2 separate regions of the Zea mays genome follow, and region 2 is linked to region 1. Evidence: chromatin contacts called from public Hi-C data. All regions are on one chromosome and are shown on one strand. The core of a region is the stretch at or near the end of the contact, and the rest is flanking DNA. Distances in the headings are between cores, read along the strand shown. Region 1 overlaps LOC100282445 (acetylglucosaminyltransferase/ transferase, transferring glycosyl groups). Region 2 holds the start of LOC100280364.

Region 1 (4,851 bases), core at 1,409-3,908:
ACAAGGCTTTAGTGATTAGCGAGAGAGATTTGTCGTGTTCTTTTGAGCTCTTGCGCTTGGATTGCTTCTTTTCTCTCTCACTTGTTCTTGTGATCAAAACTCCATTGTAATCAAGGCAAGAGGCACCAATTGTGTGGTGGCCCTTGCAGGGAAGTTTTTGTTCCCGGCTCTGATTTGAGAAGAGAAGCTCACTCGGTCCGAGGGACCGTTTGAGAGAGGGAAGGGTTGAAAGAGACCCGGCCTTTGTGGCCTCCTCAACGGGGAGTAGGTTTGCGAGAACCGAACCTCAGTAAAACAAATCCGTGTGTCTCACTTCATTATTCGCTTGCGATTTGTTTTGCGCCCTCTTTCGCGGACTCGTTTATATTTCTAACGCTAACCCGGCTTGTAGTTGTGTTTATATTTGTGAATTTCAGTTTCGCCCTATTCACCCCCCCTCTAGGCGACTATCAGTTATAAGAGAAATTCGCATAAGGCAACTTCTTATCCCAACCTGACTTATCTTGCAATGCACAGGCTCTCAACATGTCTTCCAAAATCTTATTAGTTCTTTCAGTCTGACCATCGGTCTACGGTTGATAATCTGAACTAAACTTCAAATGTGTGCCTAAAGCTTCTTGTAGCTTGCCTCACTGACTTCGCTCGACGTGTTCAGGGCTCGGGAGAAATTGGGTTCAGGTTCTGGGGAAGGGGCGGGTTCTCGCGTTGGTGCCTGGTATCGTGCTCCGCTCGTTCCCGCTCGCGATCTTAGGCGTGGCGACGATCGCGGTGTCGGGAATTGCGGTGCCCACAGAGCGCACTGCCGTCTGGAGTCTCTCATGCCTTAGATGCCTCATCCCAAGATATGGGTTGCACGGGGACCGTTCTCGGTTCGCCGGTCTTGTGATGATGTCGAACGTTACAACGCCTGTTCCGGCGTTGGAGTGCCTCGCGCTGCGGGGGCTCCTCCCTAGTACAGTGGGCTCGACTTTGAAGATGGGAGTGTCCTCTAATCTTCCCTAGATAAAGATGACATCCGGGAAGAAAGAGCTTAGGGGAGCGCCCAGTGCTCCAGCCATCTCCCCCGTGAACAGAGCGATCGGTATAGCCGTTGGTCTTGTTCCTGCGGTCACACTGGTGCCGAGGCTATCCACTCCTTTTCGTTGAGTGATTTGAGTCCACACCCCGGTGGGTTAAGTGAACAAAGGAGTCCGCCACGACAAGGGCGCACCCTCAGTCGATCATGCCATAGGTGTTGTTATGGTCCTGGCCCCGCCTGACGCGGGTGCAATCCTGCGCGGGGTGGTGGTTGGTTGAGGTATTCGCACCATGGAGTTCGTCGGGGTAGTTATCACTGAGGTCGGTGGGACGAGCCTGCCTCCGCGATCGGTGCCCTCGGAGAAGGCCTATTCTCGGATGGATTCACGATGCAATGCAGGACGCCTTCTCGATCCACAATGCGGGAGAGGGATCCAAAGCAGAAAGCCTCATGGAGTTGAATATGATCGGAGTGTTGAAGATGATAGCCATGGAGTCGTCGGGAATCAATGTCGCACCCCCTACCTGGCTTGCCTCACTAGGTCAAGCTTATCCAGCCTGGTTGCGGTTCGAGGGCATGCCTTGCTAGGCAAGTCATTGGGAGGCCATCAAGCAAACCTCAGGCGAGTCGCGGCTGCATCTCCCATCCGAAGTTGGCCTCGAGCGAGTCGTGAATGTGTCTCCCGCCCGAGGTTGGCTTCGGACGAGACGGAATTGCATCTCCTGGACGAGGTCAGCCTTGGGCGAGACGGAACTACGTCTCCCGCCTAGAGCTGGCATCGAGCGAAACAGAACTGCATCTCCTTTCCGGTATGCGGGTCACTGTAGAGACTTCAACGATGAGGTCTCTACGACCGGGGTTGACTGTCCCCATACGTCAGTGGGGGGTTGCCTGGGACAGTACATGACAATGCACCGTTTGACGTTTGTCGGGACCCTTTGACATCGTACCCGAGTCCTGGACGTGGTTTGGTGATGACCCGTCTTGTCACGCTGACGCGGGCCCGTAGCATTGGGTCGGCCTTTCTCTTACACCAGTTAGATTGGTACGGGATCTGGTCACTTTGTCCCGCCTCGTGGGGTTGCTCGTCATGAAGTTGGTCGTCCGCTTCGCCTTGCGTGGTTGCTCGGTAGGGACTTGGTCGTCCGCTCCGCCTCACGGGGTTGCTCGGCAGGGACTTGGTCGTCCGCTTTGTCTCGCGGGGTTGGTCGGGAGGGACTTGTTTGTCCGTTTCGCCTCGCGGGGTTGCTCGACGGGGACTTGGTCGTCCGCTCCAGCTCGCAGTGTTGCTCGGCAGGGGCTCAGTCGTCCGCTTCGCCTCACGAGGTTGCTCAACGGGAACTTGATCGGTGGGCCGTTCCTAAGGAATTTCTTGGGCTTGACACCCAGTTCCTAGATGCCAGACAATTTTATTATGTCTAATTAATCGATGATTAACAAATCTTTTTCTTGCATAGCAAGACGCAAGACAAACTGAGTCGCACAGTGTACACTGGACACGGGCCAGTCAGTACCTGGCAACGGGCAGTGTCGCTAGGGATATGCGCTTGCATTTGTTTCGGGCTGCCTCAGCCTGACTCCTTCGCGGCGAAGCAAGGAAGGAGGCAGAGGCACGGGTGACGCGTGGCCGGGGACTCGCTCGATCTCGGGTAAAACCACGATGCCGTTGTGATTGGGCCCAACTCTTCCCACTTACTGCAAAGAGGCCCAGTACAATAACTCAGTGATGGAAGTGCAGAAACCCTGTCACGACGCTTAAAGGCCCATACAAAAGCCTGGTGCAGACTAGCTTTGCTCATGCCTGCCTGGTTATTAACGCAAAAATCCCGTCAGGTTCATGCACCAGGCCAGTCAAGTCAACGGACGCGGAGCAAAGGCATGGTACTCTCAAGCCAGCGTACCCGCCGAGTCGCAGAAACCCTGTCTGGCTTGAGATTTCGCTCGGGTGCTAGACTAGACATGGCATGGCAAGCTGACAGGGGACATCCCGGATGGAAAGAAGAGAGCGCACAGAATGTTCGGACTACAGTAACAACTAACAAGAGTTGTGTACACAGAATTCAGCTTAAAAACAATCAGTAACCCATCCGTCAAAAAAAAGTTACTTCTTCCGTTGGTAGTCATTCTATTTTTCTTTTAAAATTTAAAATATTAAATTTAACCAAATTTATACAATAAACTAATAGCATTTATGATATAAAGAGATCATTACATTTTTTATATCAATTATATTTTTACAGTATTACATTTTTTGTAATTCTCTTTATAATTCTAATTAACCTTGAAATAGTTTAGTCTTCTAAAACAACTTTATAATTTAAAGTAGAAAGAGTAGCATTTTTAGTATCTAGCACGAAAAGCGTGATGAAGGATAATAGAACGATACTACCCCTACAAGTTTTTCTTTCTTTTTCTTTGCTTGGTTCCAAGGTGATTCGCAGCCACGCCACCGGGTTACAGCTGCCAGAGCAGTACAAATTACACTAGATGACACCCTATATCGATGTTTATTTTAGGACAAATTTTGACTCTAAATGCGTGGATATTCTCAGTACAGATTACAGATGACACCCTATATCGGCGTTTATTTTTGGATAAATTTGAACTCCAAACAGGCGCTTATTTGGTTTAGACCTTATGGTCCTGTTTGGACGTAGATATTCAAGACTGGAATTGGAAATTGTAATCAGGATTTCTGAATTCTGTTGTTTGGTTGTCTATTAAATTCAGAGCTGGAATTAAAGTTCAATTTCATGAAATTGGACTTCAACTAAAAAGTGTCCCTCCCAATTCAGAGCTAAGAATCTAGGTATTGGATGTAATTGCAATCCTAGATACATCCAAACAATAGATTTATATGAAACTCATTTTCAATATTAGACAGATTTGGTATTGGGTCTAATCCAATTTTAACATCTCCAATATCTACTTTCAAACAGACCCTTAGGTATTTCTACCTTGGAAATTTGTACAGTGGAGCAATTGGCCTGTCTATGTACGTATAAATAAGTCCTTGGTTTTACCATACAAAGTTCGGATATGAGGTCAAGCTAAGGCTGTGGCAAACGATGCATACAAATACAAGGCTGAAGCAAGGACCGGTTCTACGGACAAAACAAAACATCAAGTAAGAACAAATCCATATGCAAATTATACTCCCTCTGTTCTCGAATATTTATACGCACAAATAAAAAAGAACTGAGGGAGTATCAATCATCTGACGAGCAAGGTCCGGTTCTACAATATGTAATTCTGAAATACCACTTGGATTGCAATCTACAACAGCCTTTTTGAGTTTATATATATCAATCAGGGAAGTAATGAATGACAATGACAAACCGCTCAGCTCATGCACACCCAGCCAGGACCAAGCGTGCGCTATGCCGTTAGATCCTCCTCCCATGTTCTATTACACATTAGAGAATCATGTGCTCACCCCCATCCATGAACCAATTCTTCCCCAAAGCATTTGTTCAACTACGTTAGGCAACCGTACCAGGTGAACTGCCACAGATATCCCATGGACAGCAGCTTTGCAGCGGGGCAGTGTGGCACTGGCACCCACCCACCCACGCACAACAGGTTGCAGGGTAGTGGGCCATAAAACCTAGCCACTTTCTCTCCTGCAGTTGCCCGGTAGAAGGTATCTAAACCGGTCGACATTCCTTAGCAGATAGCTAGGAAGATGAACGCCAGAATACGTGCTCGGGATCGGCCCCAGCTTGGCGATGATCTCTTGGAACGTGTACTCTTCTGGAAGCATATCGAAAAGGTCCGCCCCTCTGCAGATGACATCTTGGATCCTCTCAGGGTTCAGGAAGTACTTGAACCTG
Region 2 (4,851 bases), core at 1,721-4,220, 100 kb before region 1:
GGATTGAGTTTCATAGGATAAAATTATTTTCATAGAGATGAAATTATGTCAACTTATTTTCAAGGTCCTGAAAACCATGTGAAACCTCAATTAAGAATGATTTGTTTCATGTTCATATATTTTACTAACTTTTATTGGCCTTGGAGTTACAACATTTAATTGATATGTTAGTCTATAAAATAGTAAAGTAAAATATTGCATTGTGAGGCATTGTTTCATTCATAATTTCATAGCACTTTTGATGATGAAGCAGTGTTGAAAAGAGTGCTACAAAATTCTCATTGAGAATAGCCTTGGGCCTAAAGACTTCTGGTTCAAAGACCAAAAAATGTATTAATTCTCTCTATCAACATTAATACTACTACATCGATATACTTTTATTTAAAGAGAGCACAACATATATTATGGGACTAAAATAAAAAATGGTTATGTCTTATATATTAGGACGGAGGGAGATACCGCTCGGTCTGCTCCAACATTGTATCCAACGTCTTGGTTTTCGGATAATATCGTACTGAGGCATGATACTATAGGTGTTTCATTTAGAGAGTTTGATAATATGTATACTATGTGGCAGTCTTAAATTTTGGAATATGACACCATACGCTGTGAATAGCCTAATGACAAAATAATGAAACTATGACATTTACGTCATTATGTTGTGCAACAAATCTACAAACAACTCATTAAGTTTATGAGGCGTTTGGATCCATTCATTTTGGAAGATTGGAATTTACTTCATAAAACAATCTACTTAGCTTGAAATTTAACATTCCACCATTTTCAAAGGTTCAGATATAAGCCTATATCAAATTCATGGGGTATAAGATGTGAAATGATTCTATGTATCAGTAGAATTTGTTTCTACTCTACAACATAGACGCTTTTCGACTCACTCCTTTATAGTAAAAATATAGCACATAAATATCTCCGACATCTTGCTAATAATAGTATACAGATATATATTTTACATAAAATCGAATTAGATTAATTGATATGTGCCTAAATTATTATTATTAGAATGAAATTCAATTCTAAGCATCCAAACATGACGTTTGAGAAAATGACGTACAAAGTTTTCCTACTTACGTTGGATCATAGTGCTTAACGGAAATGATGTCTGGAAGAACATTTTTCGAAATTCGATGTAGGTCAATCAAACGACAGATCAAAAAATACATAGAGCGGTCACAACTCATAACTAAGTAAGTAGTTAACCGGAACTTACATTGCTAATGTCAATGACGCAGTCGCAGTAGGTGCATTTGGTACGCGGTTTTGCAAAAAGCTCACCAAGTCGGAGGGTGAACGACTGGGTTGCGCTTCTTATTTTTTCAGCAAGACCCAACCCATTCATAATCCACGAACTGAAAAAGGTGCAGCATTCATTTCTGTTAGGGTTTAGATTTTATGGTAGTATCTTTCGCAGACATAAGATAAACTCAAGCGAGAACTTTCGAAGAAAAAAATAATTTAGTGAAACGACGACGTGTAGCAGAAACATGATCAAAAGAGCATTTGACCCATGGACCGGCCGTTGACGTGCATGCAATTTTGGAGCTGCTAACTTTCCCCAATCACTGCCACACTGTGTCCCATCCCACTATGATTCAATCCTGCTCCTCGTCTCCATTTGAATTTGGTTGTACTTTGCCAAGGGTGCTATGCCACAGCAAACATACCAGGAGGCTGAACAGAACAGAGCACTCTGGCTGACACTTGACCTTGCACGACCCTTAGATTACAGTCACCATAATACACTATTTGTTCCGACAGCAGTGACTGCCATTTCCGCACCACCTCTTGCTTGGGGCGATAAACAATCTACGCGTTGGGATCTGAAATCTCTTCTTTTTTGCGACCACATCAGGTTTCTTTGGTAGATGGTGTAAAATAGAAGACGTCAAACTGACTATACTGTTTGCAAAGTGAAGCGGGGGATTGTGATTGTAGATCTGCTAAATCATCCAAGCCCAGTGCCAGATAAGGTCAGCCGCGTCGCGACCAGGCAATGCCCAACTCCTAGGACTTGTCAGTCTTATGGGAAAAAATAATAAACTCCTTAGGCTTCCTTCTAGCGGAAGATTCCTCTTGCGCCTCAACATGCACCGGATGACCGGAGTGTATAAAGCAGTAGAACTTGGCATGATTCAGTACTCTGCATTTCCGCCTCCAGGAAATGCAATCTCCAAAGCTGCCTTGTACTAGAACACACAGATTCCAATTTCCAAATCCCCTCTCTTCCTCACAATGATCACAGATCGATGGAGCTCAGCCGGCGTCGGGTCAGCTGTGATGGACCCAATAGACTGCACAGGATCCATCTCCACACTCGGTAGGTCCGCAGCAAACAGAAGATTCCTCTGCTTCCTCAATCCTCACAGCGGATGCTTCCTCTTGCACCCCCGCAGGCTGCAAAGTGGCTTGCCTTCTGGCCGGACAGGCCGGTAAACCGCAGATGGACGCGGCCCCCCACCGTCTACATGGGCTCGGAACTCGTCTCCGGCCGACCTAGAGCACATTCCGACGTGGCTCAGAGATCATCCTCCCCTCCTGTCGCCGGCAAGCCCAGGGGCATCAGAGCGGCCTCATAAAAAACCAGAGCCGTCCGGCTCACGAAACCAACCCCACGCACGCACCGGAACCGCCGCCTCGTCGATCAATCGGCCCGAGAAACCGAGAGGGCCAGCCGCTCCAAATCCGCAGACCACTCCCGACCCCAACCCGGCTGCACACACGAGCGAACCGTACCCACCCCAACCCGGGTGCACACACGAGCGAACCCGACGGCACCGATGGTCCGACGGAGCGCAAAGCTAGTAATAAGGAAGAAGAAGAGATCGACGTCTTACGTATCCATGGCCGGGAGCGGCCCGGCGGGGCAGCGGAGCGGGAGCCGGCTGTTGCTGCTGCGGGTGGAGCGCCGCGCACCCCAGCAGTAGTAAGAGAGGGCAGAGAAACTTGTGAGAGAACTTGTGAAGCCTTGAGGCGTGCGTCTGCGTGTGAGCACCGGGTGGCCGCGGGCCGTGGCTTTTATACTAGGAACGGGCTGAGGCTGAGCGGAGTGGGACAAGTCAGAGACACGATCTGTCCAAAGAGGTAGTCGTCGGAATTTTAGATTAGGGAGAGTGGCATGATTACATTTAATAACACTGTATATATAACAAACATAAATATAAGTAAAGAGTTTATAGGAACACCCCACAGGCCCACACAAACTCATGAAAGTCGTACAAAGATGTTATATTAAACAGTGAATTCCCAAATTCGCTTGAAGTGGCTTACATGCCAACAAAAATACTTACATAGTAATAGTACTTTAGACACTAAGACCAACTCTAGCAGACCGTTTATCCGTATTTTACACCCCATCGGCTATGGGTTCCACCAAAAATAGATGCTCGGTTTCCAACAGCATCCCTATTCGGTCGTGGCTTCTAGCATCCGCATGCATCGAATCACGTGTCCTCACAACAAAGTTAATGTCTCGAATTAGTTGTGGGGAGGAGAGAGAAACCGTGTGAAAAGGGAGTGCATGGAGCTCCACCAATTTTGCATCTCATGATAGGGAGTCTGCTGGGAGGGTGAACAGTACTCGTGGGCGTGCAAAATAAGGATACGGGGCCGTTTACGGTGTTTGTTGGAGTTGGCTGCCTCCAACAAGAAACCCTAAAGGGTCCTCTACCCTAAATATAGAGTATCAAATGGTCCTCTACGCTCTCCAGTAGTGTCCTCTAAATGGTCCTCTAAATTTAGAGGACGCTACTGGATTCTCTATATATAGAGTTTCTCTAAACGGTCCTCTATCTATTTCAATACTTTAAATAATCGGTTTAGCAAAACTAAAATATGTACAATACATTTTAGAGTATCACAAATATGTATGTACAAAAAATAAAATAAAAAATATCTCTATGTTAGTGTAGTTCAAGGCTCACACAAACAATCCTTTAACAACGCCTTTGTTTAAGAAATTGTATGAATGCTACTAGATTCTAGGTACGACCATTACTCCTCTTTTTTCACTAGATATGATCTCTAACACATAAGCATGTTCGTGCAACCTGCTTCGTTATCACACCGAATTTAGGATATGACCGTTTTTTCTATTTCATGGGTTTTAAGGTTACAACCCCACCCCACCCATCCAACCCTTCTTTCACCGGATAGGACCCATACCACATACCAGGGAAGCTTGTCTGACGCAAACCCTTCCATTTTTATAACTTCACTAGATTTAAGGAGATTGACGCCCTCATCTCCACCCCCAATCATCCACCCATTTTTCACCAGATACAACCTCCACCACATAAATATGTCCACTGCAGATCGCTCCACTATCCCCACCGAATTTAAGGTATGACCATTTTTACTTTTAATGAGATTTCAGAAGGCTAGCACCCCCACCCATCCACCCCCATTTCACTAGATATGACCCATACCATATAAGCCTCCCATCGCAAACCCTCTGCTACCCTCCACCAAAATTTGTGTACTACTGTTTTTTTTCGTTTCACTAGTTTTTAAGAAGGTTCAAACCCTCACCCCCATTCACCCTTTTTACTAGATACCCCCACCACAGATACCTGCCCCAATGCATCCCGCTCCACAATTCCCACCGAATTTTAATTAGGTGCGATAATTTTTCATTTTCAATATATTTAAGGATGTTACAACCCTCACCCCACCTATCCACCCCATTTTTTCACTCGATACAACCCATACCACATAAGGGTTTCTCTATAGACACAACTAATCTGTCCATCGGGGTCAAACATTATAGGAGCATTATAGTTTTATAGTTAGGATTTATAGATTAAGGAGGGTGACATTATTACATTTAACACTGAA

Evidence for each region. Hi-C and Micro-C count contacts between places; a contact is called where the count stands out from the background.
Region 2: a contact with region 1 is called in a Hi-C map of ear, with 9 times the contacts expected there. The contact joins the promoter of LOC100280364 here to the enhancer-like site in region 1. A contact is called at or near these places in 2 of 25 Hi-C or Micro-C datasets (both in ear).

The regions. Positions count from the first base shown.
Region 1 is chr2:38,999,313-39,004,163 of Zm-B73-REFERENCE-NAM-5.0, reverse strand. It overlaps LOC100282445 (acetylglucosaminyltransferase/ transferase, transferring glycosyl groups), which reads right to left. Exons shown (of 2, transcript NM_001176244.1): 2 at 4,209-4,851. The coding sequence ends at 4,626. Among protein-coding and RNA genes, the nearest start is that of LOC100282445, 4.9 kb to the right of the region's middle. Within about 2 kb of position 2,658, at least 17 of the 20 cell types and tissues checked have an H3K27ac peak or open chromatin away from gene starts, as enhancers often do. A contact at or near this core is called in ear, where this site is marked.
Region 2 is chr2:39,103,575-39,108,425 of Zm-B73-REFERENCE-NAM-5.0, reverse strand. LOC100280364 reads right to left here and starts at 2,970. Exons shown (of 8, transcript NM_001153290.1): 1 at 2,853-2,970; 2 at 1,229-1,367. The coding sequence starts at 2,860.